Linked DNA regions of Gossypium hirsutum: region 1 is linked to region 2. Evidence: chromatin contacts called from public Hi-C data. All regions are on one chromosome and are shown on one strand. Each heading gives the region's core, a stretch centred on a gene start, on an enhancer-like site or on the middle of the called end of the contact. The rest is flanking DNA. Distances are from core to core; before and after follow the strand shown.

Region 1 (2,782 bases), core at 32-2,531, 150 kb before region 2:
TTATTTTCCCATTTCCATAAAGAAATCAGTAGCTCAATTTCCCGGAAATATGCTAGTTATATGCATTCACTCATAAAACATAAGCATGCTTATAAAAACAGACTGAGAGGAACAAGAGAAGAGGACCTTTGAGACAAGCAGCGCAGCAAGTTGTCTCTGATGCTGGTCGAATTCTTCATCTTCATACAAGCTTTCTCTGGAAACCACAAGTTTAATATCAGCATTTAAGCACGGAACTCGTGCATGCAGTGCATTACTTTAATTTGAATCACTCCACCACATAAAACTTAAATAAACTATCTAAGAATTGAAAAACGTGATACATAAATTTAAAATAAGCTGAAGGTGGATGAATGAAGATAAACCTAGAGACATCCCCCTCCAGTATATCTGTCAATATTAGCTACGACATAGAAAAAAAAACTAAAATATAACAAAAGCCACAACATGAACAAATGAATGCCTCAAAATATAAATATACAACATGATATATTAATTATCAAATTTTATATAAATATAAAATACCTTAAAACACAACCATGACACGACATACAAGAACACAAATCAGACACAATTTACCATGTCTACCCTTAGGCCCCTAGCCAAAATGAATTGATCTAGTGTAAAATTTTGAAAATCACCGTTTCCATTTTTTTATTCACTCAAAAGTTATAACTTCTTAAGTAAACAAATCAGTACCCACACAGCACAACAATTGCTTTTAGTTCTTCCTAATCTGAAACTTGAAAATTTTTGTACAAACAAGCTAGCCTGACTAAAGCAATCAATTATCACATAAGCAAAACTGCAATAATTAAGTTGAACCCCTTTTGCAAGGTAAAACCTAATTCCAAAACCATAAATTAAAACAAGCCTAATCTCCATACGTAGCAAAAATTTCAAACTAGCGCACTTGCAAAATTCAAACTAATTCACAGTAAACATCAACAAAAGTTTTCTTCACTCCGTTTTCCTTAAAACTACCCACAACCAATCAGATCAAAATAACCAAACCGCAAACCCTAACAAAAAGAATAAGAAAAAAATACAGAAAGTAATAAGTATTACATTATAGGAACGCTGGTGGAGATCTCTGGCCAAAATTGGTCCACGAAGCTGACAAGATTAGAGAGAGCATGCAACTTCAGCTGAGGATGGCTCTCATTGAGCATCGCCAGTAACCCTCCAGCGGAGCTGACCATCGTCGCCGCTGCCGCCGCCATTACTATTTCTCCCAAAAATAAAAAACCCTAACTTTCTATAATTAATGGGGGCCGGCTTTCGTCAATAAAAGAAGGGTAAATTGGAGATTTTACTTTTGAAATTTTGTCGTAAAAGATAACCTGTAGTAATTTACTTTCTTATCAATTTAATCCATGTATAATTTTAAAGTAAGTAAACTTCAATTATTTTTGTTAACTAGCTTCTAATGTCACTAACTTTTAAATATTATATTTTTAATTACAAAATTAATGAAATTGTGAATTAAATTATAATATTTTTAAATGTATAATAATTATCTTTTTAATGTATAATTATCATATTTTTTTATTTTACTTCATCTTTTTTATTTTAAAATGTAAATTTAATAATATGATAAAAAATAAAAAGTAATCTCATCTGTTCAAAAAAAATTTCAAACTCATACTTTTAAATATATATATTGTAGATAAATAAGCTATATGATAAAGGAACAATTTAGTCCATCAAAATAAATTATGGGTGAAAAATTCATATAACAATTTTTTTAGAAAAAAGGTAAATTCTACTGTAACACCCCAAAATGTTTCAATTTTCTTACGAGACTTTTTCAGGAATTCGATAAGAAAATTCAATTTTGGTGGATTCAACAATTTTTGAAAAGTTGTGAAACCTTAGAAAAACATATTAAGTCATTTTTAAAGTTTCGAGTTTAATCAAATACAAATAGGTGTTGAGAGGTTAAATGATAATTTTATCACCAAAGATATTATAATCATTTGGAACTTAAATATGATTAAATATTAGTACCTATGAGAGAGTGTGATGATAAATTTACTTTTAGATAATTATAAGCTCTTTTTACATTAAATTTTTTTCTTCTTTCGACATTTTTGCCAAACTTTTTTATTTTAAATATCATAAAACAAATAAAAGGGGAAAATCTCCATACTAGCCATTCTAGTAGCCAATCATTACAACACAGGAAGAGAAGCTTTCATTATTCTCTTCTCTTCTTTTCATCTCTACTTATTTCCTCTTCAAATTTTCACTATTTTTCCTCTATTTCTTACAAAAAGCCTTTACAAAAGTTACATTTGAGCTAAAACTTATCATCATCTACATCATGCTATCACTTAGAGTTTATGAGCTTATAGTAAAAAAGTTTAGGGCTTTGGTAAGAACTCTTCCTATTTTAGTATCTTAGCATTTTATTTCATGTTTACTTGCTTTGAATGAGTTGTTGAGCCATTAATATGATCATTTAATGACATTAGTAATATGAGTAATTTTTATTTGTTATTAAAGTAGATGAGGTAGAATGAGAAGTTACAAGAAAATGTGCAAAGGAAAGCTTGTAGATTGAAGGAGGAAGAAGAAATTCACCTCTTTTTGCTTATTTTGATTGGTAAGATCTTTTGGAAATAAAAACTATCATTTACTTTTATTATGATATTTTAACTATATGTATACTAATAATAGCAATGAGAATTGTGTATTAATTGCATGTATCTTAAAGTAAACAAATGTTAGTGTTGAGAATTATGCAATGTTCATAAATCCCGAATTACAAGTAAGTAAA
Region 2 (2,971 bases), core at 330-2,829:
CCAGGAGCATCAATTGCTGGATAAATAAACAAATTTTAAATGAATCAGTCATTCAAAATAATTCCCCTCTACTAACAATATGCTGTATTAGTTACAACATAACCAAGCAACTAGAGTAAAATTTAACCGTTAATTTCAATGAAAAAATCACCGATCATTAATTTGAAAATTAATAAAGCACCTTTCTCCCACCTAATATTAGACACGGACTTGGATATGATATCTGACACGTGCAAATCACTTTCAGCGAGTTTTACAGTAAAGTTCAGAATCTAGGTGTCATACCCATGTAACTTTGAAGCGCCAACATGTGTAACGCAGTACTTTAAGGTAAAATAAAGAATGCAAGCAACTTAGGCTAAATATATATATATATAAACTCCATATTTCCTTTCCACGGAAAAGAATTTCAGTCGCACAATTTCATCAATTAACTAAAACTAGGACATGAAAATCTGGATTTGAATTTCATTTGCTATATAAATTGTGGGAACAAATACATACATTATATAAGAATTAGTTAAGATTCAATATGATTAGATATTTGAAAGGTATAAAATATGAATTTCAAATTGACAAATATCTAAGGTCATTTAAAATTCACACCTAAATAAACATCTGAAAACCCATGATTTTGAAAATTAATCATGAATGTTAAATTTAAAAGTGTATTTATTAAATAATTTACACTATTTTTAAAATCCAAATCCATCTCTGGAAATCCAAGTTCCCAAATGCAACCTATATGAATTTATACTCAGTCAAAGCTAAATCTTACCTACTGGATCCGGGGCGACTTTCCCTTCTGTCATGAAAGACTTTGCAGTGGTATGCAATTTTTTCTTTACCAAATAATCATAAATATAGACATCAAGCCTACAGCCAAAAAAAAAAAAAAAGGAACTTAACTAAGCTAAAAAAATTTAAAAAAATTTGCCAAAAAAAACTAAGCTAAAATTAGAATCAATTTTCTGAAAGAACATAAGAGTACATCTTATCTGCTTCCCAATTACTCTGCGCCATCGTTTCAGCCACAAAAATCAATTAACTGTTCAAAAAAAGAAAAAGAAAATTATAAAATTGATCGAAAGCAAATTTAAATACTCAATTTTATCATAAAAGTTATAAATTAAGTACGGCACTGATATTTTATCGAAACTAACCTTAAAGGGGCGGATTCAGACGGATCAAAGCCTACATTACCATTCTTGAGCTCATGAAGAAGCGATCTTTATTGATCAATCGTTGGTTTCCGCATTCAATAATAAACAATTCCAAAATTTCATAAGTTTCTTTAAAGGATCTTGAAATTGATGAGTTAATGGAGTAGAAAAGAGTTATGACCTTTCCAATCCAATCCAGAAAAAAAAACAAAAAATAATAAATTAGGGTTCTTTTTTATTGGGAAAAAAAGGTTTCTTAGCTCAAAGTTATAATTTTCCGACAGAAGAAAAAATATAGGGACATTTTGCTCAAGATCCGAAGCTGAGATTTGGATGCTTGGTGTGGACCAAACCTGAGGCTTGAATCTATAAGCTTAGCAGATGGTGCTTAGAAGTTATGCGCTGGATAATAAGTTGAGACGTGGGTCTAAAATTTGAGTATTTTGGATAAAATATTAGATTTAAAAATTGATTTAGACAAAATAAAATTATATTTGTTTAAAATATAGGTTAAACTCAAGTTTGAACCTTCAATGTTTAAGTTGATTCAATTAAGTCTGCTTTTAAATTTGCAAATGTTTTATATTATATTACTATAATATAAAAATTAAAAATATTAAGATAACTAACTATAAAAATTTAATAAATATATATAAAATTATTAAATATTAAATTAAAAATAATATAAATGTATTTTTAAGAAAAATAATATGGACGGACCTAAAACGGGTTTGAATTAATTATTTATAAGTGTAGGTAGATTTGGACAAAATTTGAAGTTCATATTTCGAGTCAGGTTAAACTTGTACAAACATAAAGTGTATTAATATTATGCCTAAACTCGACCCGTGAACACATCTAATGGTGGTGTCCATTTTCTCCCTTCTTCACTTAAGACATTAGCTAATGAATCGTGTAATTTCCAATTAAAATTTGGCTAAAATGAATTTGAATATTTTATTTTATTATTTAAAATAAAAATATAAAAATCAATTTTGCTATTTATATATTTTTATAATAGTATTTATCTATAATTTATAATCTATATTTATAATATATTTATAATTCTATAAAAGCACCACGCTATAGAAATTTATGAGCTAAAGAGAATATTTATTATTGTTAATTATATTATTAATTTAACATTAGAATAATAATTTATTAATATGATTATATGATCATGATTAAAGTAATATTAATAAATATAATTTTATAATAATGTGAAATTAATTAATTTTATCATTCTACTTAAAAACATCATATAATATAAAATCATTGAGCATAATTGGATAAATTAAAAATAATAAAAAATTCAAATTTTTAATTAAATAAATATAATTTTTAAATATAAATATGATTTTATTTTAAATATGATAATAATTAATATGTTAAAATATTTTTTTTATAATTAATAAAAATTAAATATGTGATATTAACATTATATACATTAAAAGATAATATCAACAAATTGGTAATCTAATATATAATGTATAAAGTTATTAATTATTAATTTTTATATCAAAAATCAAAAGAAAATAAACATATTTTATAATTAAATTAAATATTACTTTTTTTATGCATACTTATTGCAACAGTTTGATTAGAAACAAATCTCATCTTAACGAATAGTATGACTCATATCTATTTAAGAAGTCATAATAAGAAAATTTAACAATTGAGAATTAGTATTTTATATTATTCTACCTTTTGTAAAATATATAAAATCAGTAATATAATATAAAATAATTATAATTATAATTATAATTATAATTATTTGTTAGCTCAATAAATCAAACCGAAATGGCCAA

What was found. Hi-C and Micro-C count contacts between places; a contact is called where the count stands out from the background.
Region 1: a Hi-C map of leaf shows a contact between it and region 2, with 1.7 times the contacts expected there. The contact joins the promoter of LOC107908474 here to the promoter of LOC107908476 in region 2. A contact is called at or near these places in 2 of 34 Hi-C or Micro-C datasets (hypocotyl and leaf).

Annotation. Positions count from the first base shown.
Region 1 is chrD02:43,365,338-43,368,119 of Gossypium_hirsutum_v2.1, reverse strand. LOC107908474 (26S proteasome non-ATPase regulatory subunit 1 homolog A) reads right to left here and starts at 1,281. Exons shown (of 13, transcript XM_016835651.2): 1 at 1,069-1,281; 2 at 127-196. The coding sequence starts at 1,223.
Region 2 is chrD02:43,219,669-43,222,639 of Gossypium_hirsutum_v2.1, reverse strand. LOC107908476 (transcriptional corepressor LEUNIG_HOMOLOG) reads right to left here and starts at 1,579. Exons shown (of 18, transcript XM_016835654.2): 1 at 1,164-1,579; 2 at 992-1,048; 3 at 779-876; 4 at 1-16. The coding sequence starts at 1,023.